2 separate regions of the Danio rerio genome follow, and region 1 is linked to region 2. A link is a contact called in public Micro-C data. All regions are on one chromosome and are shown on one strand. Each heading gives the region's core, a stretch centred on a gene start, on an enhancer-like site or on the middle of the called end of the contact. The rest is flanking DNA. Distances are from core to core; before and after follow the strand shown.

Region 1 (5,392 bases), core at 2,745-5,244, 200 kb before region 2:
AGACAGATAATATGTACTGGCATGAAAAAGAAACCAAAACCGCGGGAAGGCGGAATTTGGGCGGGAACAGGTTAAATGCCGCTTTGAAATACCGTCGGGCTGCAATTTACATATACCTGTAAACCTCGTGGGTTTTTTTCTAGTCCGACGTCAGATGCCTTTGTTTGCCCTGCCTATTCTTGTTGTGACCGACTATCCCTAAAGCTCAATGCTTTATTCCAGTAGTCACCCCCTCCTTTGCTGTAGTCTATCTTGTTATCTGCCAACAGAATACTAATAAAATCCAGTGACTCCAACATGTCTGCTCGCCTGTCGCCTCCTACAGCCTCTTTGCACGCAGCCCTACCAGGCTTATGCATGCAAACACATCACAAAAAATAACATCTGTCTGCCTTAACCCTTTCGTAAGAGTCCAAACAGCACGATATCACTACAAGCGTCAGATTTGCAAATAATTAAAATCTGCTCAATGAAACAAAGTGAGTAAATGAGGGAGTATTTTCATTTTGCATTTATTCGGTTTGACAGAATAACAATAAAACTACTTACAGGAATATAAAATGGTTCGAGCACCACCGTGCAGTCTCTATCTGTTGAAGTAACACGAATTTAGTGGTTCTGCTTTATTTAAACACTTATGTACAGCTTTCAACATTTTGTACAGTCTATAACTTATGTCCTGAGTCTGTGAAGCGCGCGCCACTCCAGCCCACATTGTGGGTGGCGTACGTGGCTGATAACAACACAATTTGGGGTTCAATCATTCTTTAAAACATTTTTAATATTCACCTATTAATGAGCAAAACATGAAGATAAAGGAAGTCATACAACATAATAATTTAAAACCACTCTAAACTTCCTTTACATCGTTTAACCTACACCTATGTGCATGTGAAATAGGTCTGAGTAGCCGGGACACATTGAAACAATTATTTATTATTATACTATTATTATTATTTTAACACAAAGCATTCATATCAACAGATATGCGTTCAAACAGTCCAGAAGTTTGCTGTTCCACTCTAGATACTCGCGGAGTATCTGTCAGCTTATTTCTGCGGAGTTTTTCCAAAAGTCTTTTTGCGCTTATATTAAACTCTTCCATCAGTGTCTGTTAATACACGGCCCCCACGCTCTGCGGTGGTCCCGGGTGGTGCACTGGATGCTGTAAATGTGATCCCTGCTGGTACCAGTGATTGCTGTAATCTTCCATGTAGGGGGGTGTGGAACTGAGGGGTGGCTGGGGGATCTGCCCCCGGTTGACCTGGCTAGAGTGCGCGTTATTGTCCCAAACAGCCGGGGATGGAGGCGAGTTGCAGGCCATGGAGTCGCTGGCGTTCGGGCTGTGCTCTAGCGGAACCTCGCCGTTCTTGTAAAGCTTCTTGAACTTGGATCTCCGGTTCTGGAACCAGATTTTCACCTGTTTGGAAAATAAAACAACGTTCAGTTTATTTTAAACAACATTAAGTCCGTTAAAAAGAAGCAACTAAGTAAAACTGCAACCCTAATGTAAAAAACAAAAACTAAATGATGCCAAAGTTAAATTTTGAAATTGTTGTAATAAGTGCTTATCCTGCTAAATATAACCTATTTTTTTAAACAAAGCGCAGGGTTTGATAATACAGTTTAATAGAAATCAAAGCACATATTTTCACCTGTCGGCCATTAGAATAGACCAGAGAAACAATGTCAAAGCAGTTAACTAAACAAAGCTGTTCACCTGCTTTCAATATTTCGGGCAATTTAGACCTATTGTGCATAAAGTACACATAGATTTCCAGATTGCTAATACATGACAAACATTTAAACACTAAATTGTTTTTTTTGTTTGTTTGTTTTTTTGTTTTTTTGCATTTAGATTAGCTACATTTATTTTATTTTGTAGACTTTTAAAATCCTTTATAAAGCCGACAATGCCTCACTAAAAAGCAGGATTTATTTGATTGACTATTTTTTAAGGTAAGCGATTGCAAACAATTTATATGGGCTGAATTTAAACAAACAGATTTAGTTGAACATTACTACCTTTAATTCGTTTCTTTAAATTCAGTCCATATAAATTGTTTGCAACCACTAACCCCCCAAAAAATAGTAAATCCAATTATTCATTTTTTCCAGTGTAATTATTACAACGGAATATTTAAAATTTGTTTTGTTTAATTTGCACTCTAACTAAAACTGTAGGCGAAATTTGCTAAATGCTATATAATTAAAATAAACATGTTATTCGAAAACAACGACTAAATAATTTCTGCAGTATAAATATTGCCCTTACAATTCCTTTATATAAGCTGTCAATTCGTGATGGCTTATTAAATCTTCAACTGCTATAATAACTTGTAGAAAATATTAAAGCGAAGAACAATTACTTTCTTTACAAAACACTGCAAATAAATAATGATTGTTATTTTAATTAATTTATTAATTACACAATTAATAAATTAATTAAAGAGGTGAGAATTGCGGGCAATGACATTTCAACACATGAGCAGTCTTTTTATGACCTGATAAGATTGCTGCTTATCCTTATCTCAGTGTGTTCAGTGTCAGCGATAGAAGTGCAAGGAATCGCTTTAAGCTGTTAACGCAATGCCAAGTGGCAGTGTTGTAAATGAATGTGATCTCCAGGTGTACCTGTGTCTGTGTGAGCCCCAGCTGTGCGGCGAGTTCAGCTCTCTCCGGCAGCGCCAGATACTGCGCTTTCTGGAAGCGGCGCTGGAGCGCGGCGAGCTGGTAACTCGAGTAAATGGTGCGCGGCTTGCGAATTTTCTTGGGTTTTCCGTTTACCATCCGCACTTCAGTCTCTGGTTCCTCTTTGACTGGAAATAATAAAATACAGAGCACGTTATATTTCAGTAACATTTTACAGACAAATAAATAAATAAAAATAGAAAATGGATGGCCTAGCCTCATTTTGGCATCGTATAACCTTTATTTATATAAATAATAATGTCTTAAAAAGCTAAATAATTCTGCTTCCTGAAAGCTAAATAATCAACATAGAGTAAAATGATATATCTAGTCTAGAAAGCATCAGGAAGTATGAATTAAAACCACAAACTTGACCAAAAGGTAAAGAACGGCTGTATCTTGTAGCAATTTTTTGTAGGCCTACCCTAAGAATGAAATACATCGTGACATCTAGCCTACACCGAGCATCGATTAATAATGATTAATCGCGTTACAGATGCAATAAAAATGTCATAATTGTTTTATAGCGACCGCAAGTCTGTTGTGATAGAGACAACTTTCTAACCTGCTGAAACAAATAAACTTTACTAGTCCTATAAATTGTAAGTTTATTTGGACAATATAGATTTAAATGTTACAAAATCAACCCAAGAAGTAGGTTAAATAAGTATGAATAATTTACAATATTTTTTCTCAAGACGAAAGCAAACTTTAGTTCCTAACTTGAGCCTGACACAAAGGCAATTGCAGTTTTTATTTAGAGGAAAAAGTAATGCTGAAATTGCGCAGAAAGATAAATGTATTAGTGCATATATATCCGAATGCAATTTTATAAGTATCTCACCTGCACTTTGTGGTGGCGTCTGCAGGTCTCTGTTGTAATGTCCGTATTGTCTATAAGTATTGTAAGGATACTCTGTCTTGGTGGGATACGCTCCGGGTGTTGCCCCCATCCCTGACAGATTAAACTGATGATATGAGTTCATCTGTTGAGGATATGGAGGGCTCTGGTAGTATTCGTGATGGCTGCTGTAATAACCCATGTCTGTAGCCGATGACTCTGGGAGAGTCGGAGAGTCCTTAGAAGTCGGATGGCAACTCATAGAGCCTGAAAGATCGGTCGAAATACCGGGTATCTTCCTGTCATATGTCGGTCCACTCATCCTTAATAAGGAAGGAAAAAACAACGATCGTCCACTTTATTTCCAAGGCAGACCGAAGCAAGTCATGCAGACGTTGGGTTTGGGACGATGCCTGTAACACAAAATCCTCGATGAACTGCTTTCTCACACTCCCTCTGTTGAAGCACTGAAGGTAATGGCAGAGATGTAGTATGAGAAACTCTGAATTATATGGCACATGGGCGGACACTCGGCTCCTATTGGCTCTTCGCGCTTGTGTTTTTCTCTCTCTCTCTCTCTCTCTCTCTCTCTCTCTCTCTCTCCAGCCCTCAAGGCGAAATGACCTCCGCCTAAACGTCTCCAAACTTCGGCTTTTGGGGATTTTATCTGTTATGGCGATAATGAAGAGGTGAAATGCTGGAGATATTTTTTTGTAGAACTGTTATACTAGTTAGTAAATGTTTCATGTTCTCGTTCCAGTTCACATGCGTTAAAAGAACGTCAAATAGATTTTAAATGGCCCACATCTTACTAATATGAGCTTTAATAAGTACATTATATTATTTAATGAATCAGCATTAGTTAGGAAGATATACACTGTGAAATGCGATCAGTTGCTTTGAGAGGTGAGTAAACCAGCTGCCTTAAAAGTGAGAAGCTGACTTTGCTTAAAGTAGCTAATATATGATATTATTGTACTATATCATACAATATAATAGTATTATTAGCTATTATATGATAGTTATTATGATAATCCATTGCTTAGATGTGATGAAGATTGTTATGTACAGCATTAAAAAAAGAAAAGTCGCTTGTTTTATCTTTAAACTGGAAAATAAAAACGTTCTTTAGATAACCAAACCATTTAAACATCTGCATTGGCATCAACTGTTCTATTGGGAAATGTTTTCAGTGCAATAAAAGGTTTAAATTAAATATCGTTGATTCGAGTTGTAATGGGGAACTGATCTCTGAACAGTTAAAAAATATCGTTTTCACTTGGCATCAATATGAAACCCTAATTTTGGAAATACACTGTTTATTTCGGATTATAAAGGACATTTCCCTGATCTACTCTTTTCACTCTAAAGACACTTTTGTGCGCTAAAAAGGTTCCAAAGGTTATTCACGCAATCATTTGATGCCAAGAGAACATTTATTTTAAGAGTGTAGTGCCGGGCACGAATGATTTAAGGACAGGCTACATTATTTTTAATTTGTAAATTTAGGGCATGCTTGGCTGTGGCTGACAATGGATGAACGGTTTTGATCTCATCAGTTCACTTCTTTTCTGATTCAGAGTGGCTGTGAAAGGAGTCTGGAGAAGTTTATCTGGGCCACTGATCACCCCTGCGGCACTTGCTTGTGTGCCTCTTTATTATGGCAAGGCGTGGTACCAGAAGTAGGTCTTAACCTCTAGTACCCAAAATAACCTTTATCAATACTGAACTATAAATGAAGGCCTAAATCAGGAATCGAGGAATAGACTGTTCGTTATTTATTGTCGGTGTATGCAAATGTCGTGCACATGAATGCGCTGTTTTTATGTTTGACGGTAAACGTGTGTGAACTGTGAACTT
Region 2 (5,698 bases), core at 111-2,610:
AAAGTTAATTCCTCACTAACTGAGCTGTAATAGAGGATCAGACACACTTTGTCAGCAGTATTGTGACCTCTTGTGGCCATACCATGACATTACCTCATCAAAAAAGAAAAGAGGATTTATGTTTTCATTTACTGAAGAAATGTTTTCCATATAATAAAAGCACAGAGACAGATGGATGAATGCAGAGACAGATGTACAGACAGATTGAAAGACAGACAGATTTACATATATAAAGATGAACAGATACACAGACAGATGGACAGACATTCAGATACACAGACAAAGAACAGACAGATGATCAGATTTACAGATAGATAGATAGATAGATAGATAGATAGATAGATAGATAGATAGATAGATAGATAGATAGATAGATAGATAGATAGATAGATAGATAGATGGATGGATGGATGGATGGATGGATGGATGGATGGATGGATGGATGGATGGATGGATGGAGGGATGCACAGATAGATAGATAGATAGATAGATAGATAGATAGATAGATAGATAGATAGATAGATAGATAGATAGATAGATAGATAGATAGATAGATAGATAGATAGATAGATAGATAGATGGATGGATGGATGGATGGATGGCTGGATGGATGGATGGATGGATGGATGGATGGATGGATGGATGGATGGATGGATGGATGGATGGACTGATGGATGGATGGATAGAGGATGGCTGATGGATGGATCGATGGAAGGAAAAGAAGGATAATAGATAGATAGATAGATAGATAGATAGATAGATAGATAGATAGATAGATAGATAGATAGATGGATGGATGGATGGATGGATGGATGGATGGATGGATGGATGGATGGATGGATGGATGGATGGATGGATGGATGGATGGATGGATGGATAGATGGATGGATGGATGCACAGATAGATAGATAGATAGATAGATAGATAGATAGATAGATAGATAGATAGATAGATAGATAGATAGATAGATAGATAGATAGATAGATAGATAGACGGACTGATAGATAGATAGATAGATAGATAGATAGATAGATAGATAGATAGATAGATAGATAGATAGATAGATAGATAGATAGATAGATAGATAGATAGATAGATAGATAGATAGATAGATAGATAGATAGATAGATGTTAGTTAGTTAGTTAGTTAGTTAGTTAGTTAGAAAATATTAACAGACATAAACAGAAAGATAGACCCAGATAGAAATAGATGGGCAGCAAGTTAGAAATTCAGATGAACATATGCATGGACAGACAGACAGATAAATAGATCTCAACTGAATAGTAGTGAGGTCTGAATGCACACATAGACACACCCACTCTCTCAGCATGTTAGAGCCTGTCATCACTTCATTCACTAGTTCACCTTTAATCTTACAGAGACGGTGGAGAGAAGTCATAACCAGCAGCACTAAACTTCCACTGCAGACCTGCACAATGAGAGACTACAACTGTAAAGAACACATAGACAAAATCCTCCAAGATGCTCCGACCGCAAGGAAAGCTCTTCTCGACAACCACAGCAATCTGCTCAAGGTGGCCGACTACTGTCAGAACAAATACCTCAATGTGAGCCAGCCGTTTCATTGTTTCTTTGAATATTGTTTACATTTTTATTTAAAGATTATATTTCCTAAAAGTCTTAAAGTGACTTTATGTTTACTCTGAAAAATGCTTCATCGGATTTACTCATTTATTTTAAGATAACTGGTTTCAAACTATTTATTTAGGTCAAATTTAAACCAATTAAATTTAGTAATGTTCGACTTCATTTGTTTGTTTAAATTCAGCCCATATCAATTGTTTGCAACCATTTAACTTAAAAATGTAGAAAATCTTATAAATCAGTGTACATAAGGCCAAAACATATAGTGCTGATGTTTATATAGTTTATATGTACTTATATAGCGTACATATATAAACATATATAGTGCTGAAGTAAATATTCATATTGTGCTATTAATGTTTTTTGTCACTATAAGTGTGGTTGAGTCTTCTTTTAAAGGTTTTGCCTGGATTTAATTATTCGTTCATTTGCAAAACTCATATACTACATCATGTATGATACTAAAAGCGACTGATTTAACTGATTTATTTCCAGTAATGATGAGTTATTCACAAGGGTTGCTGAAAACAGCTTTCTTCAGAGTGATCTGTTTTTCAGTCTCCATCTTTGTGCTGTTTTTACTGACGGCATACATGCCTAAACACGGCTGTGGTATGTGTTCCCAGTACTCCATGAAAACTGTTCTTAACATGTTTATCTAGGTCTCCATCTCTGAATCCTGTCTTGTGCTGAATTAGCAAAAGCTTTTATATTCATATACTGCAACATCACCTGTAGTTCTTTAATATTAATGATTATATTTAATATTAGGCTCAATGTTATATTCATGCAGTAACATAACAGCTTTTTTAAAGACAGATTAATATTTTATACAGCAATGATGGAATACATTTCTCTGAAGTAACAGAAAATGCATGATTATATACACTTGCAAAAGACTTTATGTAAAATAAATGTTCTGTTAATCAAAGAATTTTTTTTTTAAATAATGTAACATGTTTTATGCTAATATTATAAAATATATATTTCATTCATTCATTTTCCTTCAGCTTAGTTCTTTATTTATCAGGGGTCGCCACAGCGGAATGAATCGCCAGCTATTTCAGCAAATGTTTTACACATATTTGCACATGTTTTGCCCTTCTAGATGCAACCCAGACTGGGAAACACCCATACACTCTCAAACTTACACACACACTCAAACACTGCGGCTAGTGTAGTTTATTCAATTCACTTACAGCGCATGTTTTTGGGCTAATGGGAAAACCGGAGCTTAACCCACGCCAACACGGGGAGAACATGCAAACTCTATGCAGAAATGTCAACTGACATATTATATTTTATTATATTATGGGCTGCACGGTGGTGCAGTGGGTAGCCCAATTGCCTCACAGCAAGAAGGTCGCTGGTTCGAGCCCCTGCTAGGTTAGTTGGCATTTCTGTGTGGAGTTTGCATGTTCTCTCCGTGTTCGCGCCCGTGTTCATGTTCGAGCTAAATTGGCCGTAGTGTATGAGTGTGTATAAATGTAAAACATATGCTGGATAAGTTGGCGGTTAATTCTGCTGTGGCAACCCTGATGAATATAGGGACTAAGCCCAAAAAAATGAATATTATATTATATTATATTATATTATATTATATTATATTATATTATATTATATTATATTATATTATATAGTATTATTTTATATTATATAGTATTATTTAGTATTAAATTATATTATTTTATTTTATATTATATTAGTTTATCTTATTTTATAATATATTATTTATCAAAAATTGACAGTAGAGAGCAAATAGACAATAATGCAGTGTAAAAGTGGCATTAAAAATACATTTAGATGTATTTTTTTTATCAGAACGTAACACAATTATACTTTATGTAATAATATTATAAGTTATATTTTAAAGTTTGAAGTCAATTCTTTTTTATAGTAACTTATTGTTACTATTTCGATATTCTTTACTAAAGATGCAGTAAATTGTTCAAAAGTGACAATAAAAACATTTACAAAATTACAAAAGAATATATTTTAAATAAATGCTAAATTATTGAGTTATTTAAAGTGTTTTTTTGAACACAAAAACTGCATAATATAATGCTTTCACAGTGTATGTAATTATACTGAAAATTCCCATCTCATGAATAAGATGTATTTAAAACAAAAAGAAAACAGTTATTTTAATTAGTAATAATATTTTACATTTCCATTATATTAATGCAGCAATGATCCAATGTCTTTCAAAATATTTAAACAAGTCTTGCTAATGTTTATTATATTTACTGACATTTATTTATTTACTGTCTGAAAGTTGCCATTTAATATGATGCTTCAGATGTGATGGATCCACAGGCCATAATTGTGCCAACCCTGCGAAGACTTAAAGAGATGATGCCCATCCTCTGAGGACTTTGAGGACAAAACAAATATTTAATACACAAATACACTTCTTTGAACATGTATTATAAACATACACTCACCGGCCACATTATTAGGTACACCATACTAGTACTGGGTTGGACCCACTTTTGCCTTCAGAACTGCCTTAATCCTTCATGGCATAGATTCAACAGGCTACTGGAAATATTCCTGAGATTTTGCTGCATATTGACATGATTGCATCAAACAGTTGCTGCAGATTTGTCGGCTGCACATCTATGATGCGAATCTCTCGTTCCACCACATCCCAAAGGTGCTCTACTGAGTTTAGATCTAGTCCATTTAAGTACTGTGAACTCATTGTCATGTTCAAGAAACCTGTCTGAGCGGATTTGCGCTTTATGACATGGTGTGTTACTGTGCTGGAAGTAGCCATCAAAAGATGGGTACACTGTGGTCATAAAGGGATGGACATGGTCAGCAACAATATTCAGGTAGGCTGTGGCGTTGACATGATGCTCAATTGGTGTTATTGGGCTCAAGGTGTGCCAAGAAAATATCCCCCACACCATTACACCACTTAAGTCACTTAAATCACCTTTCTTCTCCTTTCTGATGCTCGGTTTTGATGCTCAGCAGATCGTCTTGACCATATACATGCCTAAATGCATTGAGTTGCTGCCATGTGATTGGCTGATCAGAAATTTGGACAGGCAGTTAAACAGGTGTACCTAATAATGTGGCCAGTGAGTGTATACATCACCATTTGGGAACACTCTATATTGTATAACTGTATGTTAACTATGTTTGTATACTGTCCAACCTGTACACGATTCCTTTACTTATCTCATTTTGACCATAATAGTGTGCACTTGTTTATAAAGCTGCTTTAGAATGATAATTATTGTGAAAAATGCTACACAAATAAACTTAAATTGAATTCTGGAGCTCTGAAGTTTTTACTTTGCTAAATCATTATCTTTTTTTTTTTACACCATTAGGTAGAGGACACCAAAAGTGTGATTGAGGAGTCCAAAGCCCTGACCACTCAGGCTCTGGCCAGTGTCACATATCAGATCAACAATCTGGCCACGAATCTGCTCAAGCTCTTGGACACTCAGACGGTTCAGCTCAAACAGATGGAGTCCTCCATCAACATGCTGACGCTGGTGAGCTGCGGTTAACACTTCACACAAACCACCACAGTCTCCGCAAAAACAATGCCAACTGTGGGCAAGTCAGGACTGTGTTAGAAATACAACACCGGTGCTCCTCATTATAGAAATATTTCCCATTAAGATGAAAATGTACTCATTCCCAGGCCATTTAAAGGGGACCTATTATGCCAAAAATACTTTTATAAGGGGTAAAAACACATAAACACACTTTTACATATACATTTTAAATACTTCAGCTGACCATCCCCCACCCCTTTCTAAAGTAATAATACTAGAAATAGTCTGTTAAAGAGCCATGAAACACCCTGTTTCAGCCGGCTGTTTTCACACCTCTAGTTTGGAAAAGTCAGGAAAGTGGGTGTGTCTAGCTCTGTTTGGGTGGGAGTGTCGGGGTAGTGGGAAAGGGGATGGATTTAAATAAAAAAGGGAGTTTCCATTTGGGGCACTTACTGATTTTCACAGAGGAAAAACAAAAGACAGTGACTGTGTTTAATGGTGGTGGAATGTTTGATACCGCATGTCGTATAAAAGAAAAAAAACTCTGCATTTCTTGGTAGCTCAGACAGTAACG

The links. A called contact is a pair of places that touch in the nucleus more often than the background predicts.
Region 1: a contact with region 2 is called in a Micro-C map of caudal fin, with 9 times the contacts expected there. The contact joins the promoter of dlx3b here to the promoter of abi3b in region 2. A contact is called at or near these places in 2 of 18 Hi-C or Micro-C datasets (caudal fin and an unstated tissue).

What each region holds. Positions count from the first base shown.
Region 1 is chr12:6,250,691-6,256,082 of GRCz12tu, reverse strand. dlx3b (distal-less homeobox 3b) reads right to left here and starts at 3,994. Exons shown (of 3, transcript NM_131322.2): 1 at 3,536-3,994; 2 at 2,635-2,819; 3 at 497-1,420. The coding sequence starts at 3,854. The coding sequence ends at 1,115.
Region 2 is chr12:6,044,098-6,049,795 of GRCz12tu, reverse strand. abi3b (ABI family, member 3b) reads left to right here and starts at 1,360. Exons shown (of 6, transcript XM_689325.8): 1 at 1,360-1,569; 2 at 4,951-5,118. The coding sequence starts at 1,438.